2 separate regions of the Rattus norvegicus genome follow, and region 2 is linked to region 1. Evidence: chromatin contacts called from public Hi-C data. All regions are on one chromosome and are shown on one strand. Each heading gives the region's core, a stretch centred on a gene start, on an enhancer-like site or on the middle of the called end of the contact. The rest is flanking DNA. Distances are from core to core; before and after follow the strand shown. Region 1 holds the start of Fosl2 (FOS like 2, AP-1 transcription factor subunit). Region 2 holds the start of Babam2 (BRISC and BRCA1 A complex member 2).

Region 1 (7,229 bases), core at 4,587-7,086:
CAAATCCCTACAAGCTTTGTTGTGGGTCCTTGGGGGTTTGGGGACTTCAGTGTTATCCAGTAGCATTCTGTGCTTGAGGCACAATGGACTGCTCACTTAGTGAGTGTGCTGTCAGTCAGAGGTCAACTCAGTCGGCCAGAGAAGTCTCTCAGCACAGAAGCTGCTGGCTTGGAAAACAGTCATTCGGACTGAACAACAGGACCTTGGGTTCGGAAGGAATTATACCTCATAGTCTTGCTGAAGAGTCTCAGAACAAGTTTAGACCACCATCCCTATGGCTTACTTTGATGGAGGCTCTCCCAGAGTCCTGAGCTGGGTAGGCAGAATTTAAATAGAAGTCAAGCTTGGTGTTCTTGGCCTGTCCTCTTAGCCAGGTCCTTCTTGGACCCCAATCATACAAGACATGAACCCGTGGACCCTGAAACCTGCTCCACCAGGCGGGAAGGTGAGCGCACCATCTAGGACAGACCTGGTCTAGATCCTTTCTATAGCTTCAACTAGGGAAACCCAACACCCCAGCAGACTGGGGGGAGGGGGTAAAGGGCAATGTTCTCTTCACACTGCTTAGGCCCAACACCAACATCAGGCAAGTGTGTGTTCACTGAGCCTGGGTGCCTTCCTTGCACAGCCTCTAGTACAGCATTACGCTGGCTATCACCTTGACCTCTGGCCTTTCTCGTCGAAGGAAATACCATTTGTGTCACAATGGAAATAGCTGTTAATAACTCACAATTTCCAAACTTCTACACTGTACAAATGTATCACGGGGGACCTATCCCCCACCAGTCTCTTCTCTGTCCCAGCTTCATGTGAAAGAACTAGTCTTGCCAGTGGTACTTCGCTGACTGGATGAAGGAAAGCCAGAAACATAAAGAAGCAGAGCTCCTCCCCTCCTCCGTGGGGTGTTATCCCCAGGTCTCCCCATCCCTTGCTCTTTCTGGCAAGAGCCCCACTCCTGAATTGGAGAATCCCTCCTCTCACCCATCCTCCAAGTTCTGCGGTCAATCAGACCAGGCTTGCCCACCCTGTTTCCCATGTCTTTCTTGACTCTTGTCAGGACCCCACCCCCCATCGTACAAGACATGAACCTGTGGACCCGGTAGCCTGCTTCCACAGGAGGGCTAGTGGTCCGTCATATCTCTCTCCTCTCCTCTCTTCTCTTCTTCTTCTTCTTCTTCTTCTTCTTCTTCTTCTTCTTCTTCTTCTTCTTCTTCTTCTTCTTCTTCTTCTTCTTCTTCTTCTTCCTCTCTCTCTCTCTCTCTCTCTCTCTCTCTCTCTCTCTCTCTCTCTCTCGGAAGCCCAGCGACATCGGCCACTTGACAAGGCTGATTCAGAGTTGTCACTGGCTCAGTTTGCTGAGAGGGTCAAGTTACCAAGCGGGATTTGGGACAGATACATTGACCTCAATCAGAGCAGCTGACATTATTTTGATATGCTGAGGTCACAACTCGCCACCTACAATAGAGACGAGCTATGTCTACCCAGCAATGAGGCTAAGTTTTCCCTTTCGACACATAAACCAGAATCTTCCTGTGCAACAAAGAGAAAAAAAATGTCCAAGGCATCAACGCAAAGATGCTGTCAGCAAGGGGCCATTTTGTGGGCTCGGAATGGGAGGACCTCTTTCCAAATGAACTCTGGAGACTGAGAAGCAACAAGACTCGGGGTCTCACTCTATACTGGACCCCAAGTCTGTCCATTCCGACTTCGTGTGTCAGACTTAATTCCAAAGACTTCCTGGTCATTTTCAAATATCAAATTCACCATTCAAGGGAAGATTTGTTAGCAAGGAGAATTTTTTAAATGCACCGAGAAAAATAAAAACAAACAAACAAACAAACAAAAAACCCCAGTATTGCAAAGCCCTTGAGCCCAGCAGCCTCAGTCTTCAGCTAAGCATATAGTCCAGCAAGGGTGGAGGAGACCAGTGATGATGGTGATGATGGTGATGATTGTGATGGTGATGATAGTGATGATGGTGATGGTGGTGGTGATGGTGATTATGATGATGATGGTGATGATGATGGTGATATGTGTGATCTATGTGTCTAGGCTTTGGCGTGTTTGTAGTAAGAAAAAAACAAAACAACAAAAAGCCCCCAAAATCCACCTCAAGCCTTCAAAATTTATATTCAGTGTGAATAACAAGACAGGCAGAAATACAATAAGGGAAATGCACTCAGGGTTTTGGAAAGGAAAATTCACCTGCCACTCAGACAGTGTATGACTACTCCTTCATCCCGTGGTGGTAAGGAACTGAAGGGCACTTCCACCACCAGGGATCCCCAGAACAGACGCATTCCTGGGGTAACTGTGTGATCCTAATTTATAACATCTGGAAGATCAAGGGAAATGAACAGAGAGAAAGCACCAGACCCCTAATTTGCATCTCCCTTCCCCAACATTCCTCACGCAAGCACATAGGGAAAACATCCTTGGGTATTTGAAAACACCATGGGGAGGGCACCCTTGTGAACAAGAGAAAAGCACCCTTTTTTCCAAACAGGCTTTATTTAAAAAATATATATAGAGAGAGATTTTTTCTTAAAAAAAAAACTCCACTTTAATTCAAGCCATTTGTGGTTAGTTATTGTTAAATATACGGCACTTGTTTGCCTTAACTAAGAAGAAAAATTCTAAGAATTTGGAAAACTAACCAAGTTTAACACTCTGGAGACTGGAAAAATACATTCTCAGGATAGTTCTTCCAAAAATGTCCTGTAGGGGGCACTAGTGGGGTACGGTTGAGGCTGACTTGGGAAATCACAGTCATTTCTGGTAAAAGTTGTTTGATGTGAGGAATGTCCCAGCCTGGTACAGTTGGCAAAAGTTCACTCTGGGGAATTTTGTGTGTGTGTGTGTGTGTGTGTGTGTGTGTGTGTGTGTGTGTGTGTGTGTGTGTGTGTACACGCCTGTTGGGAGAATGTGGCAGAGGGAAAAGGTTGGTCTGATATTCTCTGTTCCAGAAGGAAATGTCCTTGACTTACTCTCACAAGTCATCAGAACAGATAGCCACCTTGGAAAAGTTCCGTGTCTTGTTTTGTTTTGTTTTTCATTTGAAGGGGGCCTGGCTGAAGAAAACAAGTTATGAAATGACCTATGTTTGTGTAACTGGCTGGATTGCGTAATGCCAGGGCCCTGAAACCGTAACAGCCAAGGAGCAAGGCACAGCATATATCTGGAGGTGTTGTCCCAGGGAAAAAAAAGAAAATCACAACAATGAAGCAAACTCCAGGAGCGGGAGGGACATCCAGCTATCTCCAAGAAAATGGAACTGCCGGCGATTAACCTTTGAGATTGAGATTACAGCTACAGCAGGAAATATTTTTCATGTTCCGAGTTCCTGCCATGTACACCAGGCAGAGGTCTTAACAAAGCTGTCTGCTTCCCAAGACCTTATGAAGTTAGACAGAGAGGGGAAGTGGCGGGCAGCAAACATATCGGGGACACAGGACCCCACAAACAAGGAGAACAGGGAAAACCAGGAACATCTCACAATGATTGGTCTACAGTGCTACCATAAAGGAGGAAGGCCCAGTCACTAACTGCCAGGAAATCTTCCCGGTCCCCGAGAAGGCGGCTGGGAGCAGAGTTGATTTCAGACTTAATCTGGCATGTAATAAAGTTACCTTGAACCCAGATCAGGGTGCGTCGTAGCTCGGAGTTGGGAAGTAAGAAAAGCAGACGCCTATCATTGGGACCACAGAACTGTTTTTGCAGAAAGTCAGAGCAGGGAAGAGAAAGCCCTCCTCCCCTTCCCCATCTCCCACCCACTACATGGGCAAGGAGCAGAGAGGCCAGGCTGAGAGTTGGCTGAAGTGGCCAATGCCTCTGGTTTGAAAGACTTTTTGCTCCTGCCGCTGAGCAGAATGGGCAGCCGGACCTGAGAATCCCATGCACTGGTTGTTGCTAATTGCAAAATCCTCATGTGTTACAGCATGCTAGGAATTAGCCAACAGCTGCTTTTTGCTTGGGTAATGAGGCCCCATTACACACGGCTGGACGGAGCTCTCTTCCTTCATCCGAGCATCGGTTTCCTGTCTGATTTGCTTCCAAAACAGGGAATTGCCTCTGCTTACATCCTGGGCTCAAAGCCCTAGTGACACAGATTATTCAGTAGGGGCACTGATGTCCGGTCTGACTTCATCCAGGCCAGGAGATTGTACTATGTCAGTCAGTGCTCACTGCCTTGGTCTCATTAGTGGAAGAAACAGAAGAAATTCCAGGCTCCTACGATGATTGGGAAGGAGAGGTACCTGGGGTAGGGTTATTGGATTGGAAAGTAGGGGAACAACAGGTATAAATGACTCTAAATCCATTGGTGAATGATGTTTGGATTCAGCCCAAAACACCAACTGCACAGGGACACAAATATAAGCAACTACTTTTGAGATGTGATTTTGTGCTCAGTGGTAAGGGTTCATTGACTGCACCCTCAACGCTTAGACCAGGCTATCCACAGGGGGTGCTTAATAGGTATGGGGGAGGGCGGGTAGAGAGAACACACAGAAAAGCCATTTGTAAGGACTCTTCAGACATGGGACATTACTTTGAGAGATGCCTTTCTCATCAGATTACAAAGAAACCCATATTTCTATATTTCTCAGCTCAGTTCACCCCTCCCTGGAAGACCCCTGACCTCTAAAGGTCAAAGTCAAGGCCATAGCCATTGGCTTATGGAGTAACTCATGCTGCAGCCAGCTTGTCTAGGAACTCCCAATGCTGGCTGAGGTGGGCTTCAGGTGGCAGGGAACCTTGTGTGTGCATGCAATTCCCTCGCAAGTTCTTGTATGCGGTTCCTGCTACACAAGTCAGATACCCCACGGCCCCCCACCGCCCCACCAGTACCTACAGAGACATAGATTACAGGCAAGATCCCTCAGTGCAAACCAGTCTGGCTGCTTTAGAAAAAGAGTTGTTTTTCTACTTCTAAAACCACTCAGGAGCCCAAGTGATGTCTCTCTCTCCCACTTCTCTCTGACAGCTTCTTTGCCCCAGTACCCCCAAGCCCCTCAAGGATCTGCTCCGGGGGAAATACAGGCTCCTGCCCAACCCTTACCGGAAGCTGGAGGGGGGGTATCACAGAAGGTGTCAAGAGCCAATCAAAGCCAGCTTCTTCCTTACTGACCTTCGCACCTAATTCCCAGAGGCAACCCTCGTCCTCACTCCCAATCACTTGAAGGAGCCCAGCCTTGTTTCTGAGCCCCCAAGCCTTTTCAGAAAACAGCTAAGATCGAAGAATAACAGAAGAAAGAAGGGTTAAAAAGCCTTCCCCCGCAGGGTCCTTTCGGTTGGGAGGGGCTTAGAGGGTGCAAAGATTTTCTTGCCTATCCACTACCTAGAAAGAGGAAGGTGAAAAGGAAGGCAGAGCGGCTCGGAAGGAGGCAACAGGCTTCCCGGAGGGGACCTGCAGTATCATGAGCTTTTCTGGAAAATTAAGTAAGAAAAGGGGGAGAGGGTGTCGTTGGCTCTCCAAGCCCACTCTCCGCTTGTTTAAAAAAAGTGGAGGGGAGGGGCGGAACAGAACAAAACCCCACAACTTACAGCGGTGACCCCTAAGTATTTTTCTAGCTTAGCGAGGAAAGGGAAAAGACGGAGGTTGGGGGTGGAGGCACTGGGAGCGAGAAGAGGGAGTCTGCCCGCGCCGCCAGGTGCACCCCGGCCCGCACGTACCTGCTGGCCGCCGCCACCGCTGGAGTAGGACTCGGCGTGCGCAGGAGAGCCACTGCTGCCCCGGGACGAGGTGTCAAAGTTCCCGGGATAATCCTGGTACATGATCCGCGGTGGGGGCCGGAGAGGAAACAGGGTGGTTTTCTTCCCCGCCCTCGCCGCGGCCGCGCACAGTTTGCTGCGCGCTCGCTGGTCCACCGGCCCGGCCGCGGACTGGGCTTTTCGCTCCCGGGCTGTCCACCCAACCCAGGCAGACAGGAGGCAGCGACACTCGGGAAATGACCCCCCGATCGCCGCGCACCGCACTTCGTTTCTGCTCTGCAAGCTCCGCGGAACCGGTTGTCCACCGGGTCCCTCCCTCTAAAAAGTCGGCGCGTCCCTCGGTCCCTCCCCTGCGCGCGCCCTTCCGCCCCCGCGCGCAGCCCGAGCTCTGCCCGGACCTACGGGTTGGAGAAAAATGGGCAACGCAAAAAAGACTAGGAGCTCTGCGGGTGTCGCTTGGCAGCTCTGGGGGACTCCCTCTCCGATCTCCCAGGGCGCCAAAAGGGCGAAAAAGAAAAGCTGCCGGTTGGGAGAAACTTCTGTTTCCTCCTTTTAGAAAAGGAGCCCAAGAATAAACTTCCTGTGGCCAACTCGCCGCCTGAGTTTCCCGGCGACTCGGACACTTGACTTAGGACAAGGCGATGAGCGCCGGTCCAGCGGCCCCGATCGCGCCGGTGGGACAGCGCCCGTGGGGTTCCAGGCTGAGCGGTGCTGAGAGGGACGTGGCTCCGCGTCGCAGTGACCTGCACCCGGTGCCTGCTCTGGGACCGGCCAGTCTCACGCGTCTCGCCTCGCTTCGCCCTCCCCTCTCTCTCCCCCTCTTTCTTGCGCGCTCTCTCTCTCTGTCCCTGCCGAGCGCCGCTCGCTGTCTCTCTCCGAGCCCCTGCGCTCTGCCCGAGATGAGTCACTACAATGGCACGAGTTCAACTCCACACTCTTTATTCTCCAGCCCCGCACCATGTGGATCCACTCACGTCAACTGTAGACTCCACCTTGCTGGGAGGAGCGCTCGAGGCGGCGGGGGAGGAGGCCCGGGACAAGGAGGAGGAGGAAGAGGAGCGGGAGGGGAGGAGGCGGGCGCGGCGCTCCCCTCCCGGCCCTGCTCGCGGTCGCGCTGACGCCAGCCGCACACCCCGCGCAAGGAAGGCGGGCGGCGGGGAGGGTGGGAGCGGGCGGCCCCCGCACTACGGGGGCGCCGAAGCCGCCCGCGTTCTTGCAGATCTCCTCCACCCCCCTGGGGCGCAGCGCCCTTGGTCTGTTCCATTGGCGCACGTTGCCAAAGATGGTCATTTGCGTTAGAGGACGCGAGTGCGGGTTTCCTCGCATTCGGGTGACGTGGAGGGAGAGGGATTCCCTCGCCTGCTCCTGAGTGCGCTCTGGCCTCCCTACCTCCCCCCCCAACCTCCACCCCAAAAGGAAGGGGCGCGGGGCGGGGCCCCGAAAGCGGCCGCGCGGGCCTGGGCTCTGGGTTTTAGAAAAAAAAAAAAAAAATCGCAGCCTGAAGACCAGACGGGCGG
Region 2 (7,318 bases), core at 1,882-4,381, 430 kb after region 1:
AAATAATGAAGTTTTTCTGAGCCAAATTTAAAGCAAGCTTTATTAAAAACTGGCCAGGACCATAGATACTGGCCTGGCCCATACCCAAGACCCATGCTCAGAATATGGCCTCAAATAGTAGATTTAATTTTTAAAAATTAATTTTAAAATAACTTTAAGGACATGAATTAGGGGGGAGAAAATCTGAAGAAAAATTTAGAAATGGAGAAGATATAACATATCCTCAAAATTGGATAAGGTAGGGGCCCTGAGGAAATGGTTCAGTGAGTAAAGCGCTTGCTGAGCATGCCTAACCGACCCCTAGCACTGTGTAAAAAGCCAGCCTAGTGGTAACACATCTATAACCCAGCACTGGGGGTTCAACTCAGCAGATTCCCCAGACTCACTGGCCAGTCAGCCTAGACAAAATGGTAAGGCCCAAAGTCAGTGAGAGACCCTGTTTCTAAATTTAAGGTCAAGGATGATAGAGGAAGATACTCAACACAGACCTCTATTGACCGCATGCACACACCGAGGTTAATGCATGTACACAGACATGTATGCATGTATGTATGTATGTATATAATATATATTAATACTATACACGCAGATATACCATGTACATATATATACACAAATAATAGGGAATTAAATACAACAGAATCTGAGGAATAAATAAAGCAAAAAAATGTACTTGACACTTAAATTATAAAAACACAGGCAAGATATTAAAGCATGTCCAGATATTAAGCAACAAAGACAAACTGAATCTTTTTTCAGTGTTTGATTTTCAGGCACTTGATAATACAAAAGCAGTAAGTCACACCTCTGTCACTTCATGGAGCTGGAGGAGAGAGTACATGAACTCCTAATGGGCTTCTAGACGAAAGCTACGACTTTAGAGGTGGAGAAGTCAATTCAAATGATCGCTGTCTCTCTCAATCTGAAAGGTTAGCCCCACATTGAAGGCAAATTCATTCCATCCAGGTATGATTAGGAGTACCTGCTGTTCTAGTTTCTAAACCCTGTGCCACATAGGGATTTACAAGCTCTGCTAAACTAAATACTTGCTTTATCATTTTAGATAGTAACAAAACAACCACAGTGACACCATGATGCCCCCTCCAGAAGTACTTGTGAGGTGCTTAAGCTTTATACAATATACTTTAATCTCCACACGGTTGTCTTCTGACTCTTGGGCGCCGACCTGCCCATACACTCTAATACCGTAACATGAGCAGATGTCTCCTTTGCTACAGGTAGAATCTATCATAAAGCATATATATTTATAGTGTCACATGACTGATAAAGGCACTCCCATGTGCAGTGTTGCCTTTCATCTTCGCAGCCTGGTTATGAAGCAGGTTTCTAACCCCCATTTCCCAGGTAACATGGGTAACTGTTTCTGAGCAGTAAGCTCACCCACGGGATCACTTTGAAGACTTCTCTAAACCCTGCAGTCCCACCTGATGTCTACCCACTATGTCACAGTTCCTGAAGGGGATGCTCATTTACTTCACATTCAAAAACACCAAGAGTCATCTGAGAAGCAAGCAGAAGGATCTCTTATGACAAAATTTTTTTCCATGCTCTTTTTCTCAGGGTACCTACTATCTGACCCCAAATTTCTCGAAGAGAAACTGTGTAGCACATCACACGTGAGTTACAGACATCCACTCCCCCCACAGTTTCTTAATGAGTTTCTGATTTGTAAATACAAAAGCTAAAGACGAACCAGACCAAGTTACTTATTTAATATCACACACAGAACAGAAGAACTGGAATTCAAATTCAGATCTCTCGTGAAGTCTACTATTCCTATTTTCCTCTCAAGCACTCATTACAGTGGCCACTAAAGAAAGCATCCGGGTGAATCTTTAAAGTGTACACCTTGGTAAATATGAAGACGAAATCACGAATTTATACACATGACTGCTTTACAGCTAAACACCAACTAGGCTACTGCTGACCCAGTGTTAATGCTAGCCTGAATGATTCACTAATTAAATGCCAAAGGAAACAACCTTCTCCAGATGCCAAACCACACTAGCGATTATGAAAACCCATTCCACTTCCGCAACTGTCAAGACTTTAGGATAATACCTGAGGGAATGGATTTCTGTCTTTATTTCCAGAACAGCTATAATACAAATTTTTGACAGTACAAAGTTGTGTGCAGATTCAAGGTGTTTCAGTAGGTGGGTCTTCACTAACAAAGAGAGAAAACTCCAAAATCAGGATTTTGAAAGCAAAAAAAAAAAAAAAAAAAAAAAAAAAAAAGGATGATTCTTTGGTACAATATGCGGGATAGGGATTGGAAACACACACACACACACACACACACACACACACCCCTCTCCTTTGCATATGACACCATTATAACAGATCCCAAAGAGGCAGGAATTTTTGGTGGCCAGCGTCTCCTGAATGCTTGTTTTGCAATTTGTATTTCCTGATTTTGACGTATTGCAGGAGGAAGAGGCAAATATATAATTTTTATAAAAATCTGCTGCGGCAAGATAAGGTCACATGAGGTCTTTTAGTGGGCGGGCTGTCTGGGGAATACAAAGACACATAAAGCACCATCCAGGCTCTTGCAATTAGGAGAGGATGACAAACACGGAAACATGTGCCCCGTTGACGTCATGGAACGGAAAGGGGTGGCCTCCTGCTGCATCACGTCCACGTCATATGGCGCACGAGGGAAGTTACTGTGGGGGAGCAATTTCTCCACTGGACAACATCGGGGAGGGGCGGGAAGGGTGAACTGGATCAGATCCAAAGAACGGCCACCCATTCTGAGGAAAACCTAAAGGGACCCAACCCTTTCTCCCAAATTGTATGATGCCCCTCGTCAAGTGCAAAAAGAGGCGGGCTTCATGAGGGACCAGGACTGAACGAGATATGTGGAAAAAGAGAAGCCTCGGATCTTGGAGGCCGGCTCTTGAGGGAATCCGCGTGCTGGGGGGCGAGCGGGGCATCTTTGGAACGCGGGCCTTCTCTTGAAGAGGCTAGCTCTCTGGCCATACTCAAACACGGCTCTCTGCGCCACCTGTGCGACTGAGATCCAACCTCCCCGCACCAGCCCGGGTCCAGGTACCTGGAACTTAAGTCCGATCAGTAACCGGCGACTAGACAGGGTACAGGTTACCCGAGCGCGCCCCCGACCGACGCACCGACCTGCGCGCGAACCGCGGGCCGGATGCGTGCGCGCTCCCCCCGGACGTCCCGCCCTCTGCAGAGCCGGCCGGGCGTGCGCGTCCCCCGGAAGCTGAGGAAGGCGGCCTGGTAGCGCCTGAAGGTTCCCCGGAGCTCTTGCCTCCACCTTGGCGCGCTCTGTGATTCTTGCCGTGGCGGTTGAGCCCTGTGCCGTGAGGCGGGGTGGGAACACGGGTCCCAGAGGAACCAGGGCCAGCCAAAAGCCGGGGAGGTTTCGGGCATTAGAGTGGGCGACCCGCACAGGCGTGTGAAACGCCCGCGTCGTTAGGGAGGACGGAGTGGCGTCCCTGGTTACGGGGTCAGGCAAAGGGCAAAGGGCAGCGTCCGGGTTGAGCAAGAGCGAGGATTAGTAATGGCGGCGTCAGGGGAGCCCGGGAGGCTCTGGCAGGAGGAAGAGGCGGCAGCAGTGGTGGTGGTGGGTTCCTGCATGACCGACCTGGTCAGGTTAGTGCGGGGCCGCAGCGCAAGGTCTCGGGAGGGCGAACCACACTGTGGGCGTCCGGGCCTCGGATCTGTGGGCACCCTCCATGGAACTTTGCTATAAACTTCAGGTTGCCACAGTGCGACTTCTGAAGTGGAAAAGGCAGAATTCAAATTGGTAGAGGTCAATGACAGGGTAAGGGACAGGGGTTGAGGAGCGGGGAGGGGGGCACATGAATGAAAGCTTTGATACTTCTAAAGACACACCCACATCCCCGGGCGCCCCCAAACACCTGCACTTGTTTCCTTGGCTAGGCTGCCCCATGACGTTTTAATCTCTGAGAACGTGCTGTACCTTCCTCACAGGGATGTTGTGAGGACAAGATGTGTTTTATCCACCAAACCCTACTAGGTAATACTGAATTGAACACGTGTGAAATAAGGCATCGAAGCAAACAGACACCTTTGCCCTCAATCGATTGTTGGCCTTCCTGCAGTGTTCCATATTTACAGTTACTTTTATGTAGAAATGAAACTATGGGTCAGCCTTTGTGGTGAACCCAAGTGTGAATTCAAAAACCAAACAAAAAAAAAAAAAAACAAATAAACGTAATTACAGCCACTAAAAAACTGATCAACTAGTGCTAAATGAGAATAGTTGAGTTAGGTCAGAGAGGTTATAGGAAAGCTCCTTCTGCTTTGTGTGCTCTGTTTTTATGAAAACGGCTTTCAAAGCATAAAATCAGTATACATTGTAGAAAAACTAATTCAGGTATTCCAAAAACTATCCAACCATCTAATTCTGTTTATGTTAATAGTCATATTTCTCAGCAACTTAATGTCATCAGTCCCCAAACGTTTTTTCCAAAAGGAAAAACAAGGAACCTTGAAACAAGACGTTAGGGTAATAATCAAAACAGCCATATCCTTGCACCAAACCACCTATATCTACTTTAAAAACAGCTCCAGGGTCTTCATATATCCAACTTAATCTTGCTTAAAACATTTATAAATTGTCACAATCATCAAGATGGCTGTGAGGTCAAGGAGCTAAGCCTAATGGCCTGAGTTCAGTCCCTGGATCCCAATGTGGTGGAAGGACAAAAACTGACTGAAGCAAGTTCTCTGACTTTTTCTACATATGTGATACATACATATGTACGTGATAGATAAATAGATAGATAAATAGATAGATAGATACATACATACATACATACATACATACATACATACATAGGAAGGATAGATAGATAAGTGTATGTGTTCAAGTTACCAAACACAACATAAAAGATGGAATTTAAATGGAGACTGGGAGAGGCAAGTGTAATTGACAAAAACCTTGGTATGTTATAGAGACTGGAGATGGCCTCAAAAGTTAAGAGCATTGGATCTCAACCACCTGTAACTCCTGTCCCAGGGGATCCCACACCTCCAAGAGTATGCACACAGAGTTAAAAACAAAAACTCATTTTTATAAGTATAGCAATGACAGAAGAGCTACAAATAACTAAGGCTTACATAACTGTGTGTGGTGCTGAATACTGAACTCAGGTCCCTTGCATGGCCAGTGAGCACTCAGTCCCCATGCTGAACTTGTCCCATGGAACCCAGGCACTTGGCCTTGCTACCCCGCTGTAGCCGGGATTAAAGGCCTACAGCACCAAGTCTTTCTCCAAATTCTAAATTTTACTTTTTCAGAAATGTTTGAGCTGCTACCTTGTCTGAAGTTATGCCAAGGCAGGTGTGGTTTTCTGTAGTGGCAAACAATACAGTTTGAAACCTTTGCTGGGAGGCTCACGTGTTTTTCTAGGGGAAAAGTCAGCACATCTTCCTGTAAAGCTCCAGATAGTAAATGTTTTAAAAGTTTGGCAGGTCACATTTTGAAATGTGAAATGCCATTTGTCTTAGTTAGGGTGTTACTGATGTGAACAGACAACCATGACCAAGGCAAGTCTTATAAAAGACAACATTTAATTGGGGCTGGCTTACAGGTTCAGAGGTTCAGTCCATTATCATCAAGGCGGGAACATGGCAGCATCCAGGCAGGCATGGTGCAGGAGGAGCTGAGAGTTCTACATCTTCATCTGAAGGCTGCTAGAAGAATACTCACTTCCAAGCAGCTACAACTAGGGTATCAAAGATATTACTGAGCCCTTCAGTTTATAGCTAAGTAAGCCAGGGCCTAGAAACCTACATTACGGATAAATTTCCTAATTTCCCTTGTCATTTTCTTCATAAAATTTTGAATTACTATTTTTCATATGAGTCACTAGTTAAAAACTATTCCGTAGACTACAAATTTCCATAGATTTTTCTTAAAAAGTTTCCATGATCTGATTAAACCAACCAGATAATCCTACAAAAATACCTTGTTTTTATTCAGAACCCTGCATAAAATTGGGTCTGGCTCTGTTTGTTAAATATGTGTCATAGCCATATTAGTTTCCTATTACTGCCGAAACAATTTGCCATAGATTTGACTGACTTAATCTTGTTACAGCTCTGGAGGTCATAAGTCTCAGTAATCACTAAACTAAAATCAAGGAGTCAATAGGTGAAGTTCCTTTCTGGGGGATGTTTTTTTTTTTTTAATTTTTATAGTTTCTCTGTTACTCTTTTAGTCAAGTCCCCTCCATCTTAATAGCAAACAGTGGTTGGTCGAGTCTTTCTCAAGTAGCATTAGCCCAACCCAGTCCATGTGCACTATAAGAACCCTTGTATTACACTGATCCCAGGTAAACAACTCAAGATAATCTCCTTTTCTTATTACTTCTTATTGGCTATTCACTACCTAAGTACTCCCTTGCTGTATACAATATATTTCTAAATTGGAGAGATTATAGTGTGAGCATCTTTTAAGAACATTTTACTCATACTGTAAGCATCAAATAACCTTACACTATCACTTAGGGAACCTTTGGGTCTTTTCAGTCACCCTCACTCACATTTACATATGAGGTGACCACGAGCTTAAATGGCTCACTTTTGATCACACAGCCAGTCAGAGGCATAATGAAGGCTGGAACCCAGGACGCCCAGACTGACCTTTCCGTGCTGTCATTCTGCCTCTGCGAGGCCAATAACACTGCCTTTTTGTATAAAGTCCATGTAGAAATCTGTAGTCTCTGTTTATCTTGGACACTGATAAAGAATAAAGATCTTCAGGTCTAAAAATAGTCTCGTCATTACTCATTTTATTCCTGCATTCAACTGTAGCCAGCCTAGACATCGTGCCTGTACTATAGAATCACTTAAGCAGTAACACCACTTCACTAAGCCTTTTTGGAAGGCATCCAAGTCCAACTTACTTTATATACTGCTGTTTGCCAGACACTGCTAATTCAATCAATGAGCATTTTTTTAATTTTAGTTTTCTGTGTGTCGTAAGCTTTATGTAGTAATAATTCTTAAAACTCATTAGCTCATCCAGCTGACACTGTGTATACCCATCTGTGTTCATCATTATCCTTTTTTCTTGAACACTCATGTCTAAGGTTTCATGAGGTCTCATGTATCAAGCATGATGGCACATGCCTGTAATCCAGCACTTGGGAAGTGGGAGCAAAAAGAATCAGACGTCAGAGTCATCCTCAGCCACACATGGAGTTTAAGGCCAGTCTGTGCTACATGAAACCCTCCCTGTCTTTAAAAAAGGTTTCATGTTACAAAGAAAAAAGAAATCAAATCTGGTCTTAGGAGA

Evidence for each region. A called contact is a pair of places that touch in the nucleus more often than the background predicts.
Region 2: a Hi-C map of the A7r5 cell line shows a contact between it and region 1, with 6 times the contacts expected there. The contact joins the promoter of Babam2 here to the promoter of Fosl2 in region 1. A contact is called at or near these places in 12 of 12 Hi-C or Micro-C datasets (the A7r5 cell line, the Rat2 cell line, Schwann cells and 7 more) and 1 of 1 datasets of contacts at active chromatin or transcription factors (oligodendrocytes).

The regions. Positions count from the first base shown.
Region 1 is chr6:30,033,433-30,040,661 of GRCr8, forward strand. It overlaps Fosl2 (FOS like 2, AP-1 transcription factor subunit), which reads right to left and starts at 5,837. Exons shown (of 4, transcript NM_012954.2): 1 at 5,674-5,837. The coding sequence starts at 5,775.
Region 2 is chr6:30,464,210-30,471,527 of GRCr8, forward strand. Babam2 (BRISC and BRCA1 A complex member 2) reads right to left here and starts at 3,132. Exons shown (of 12, transcript NM_199270.2): 1 at 3,080-3,132. Rbks (ribokinase) reads left to right here and starts at 3,517. Exons shown (of 8, transcript NM_001108703.1): 1 at 3,517-3,642. The coding sequence starts at 3,551.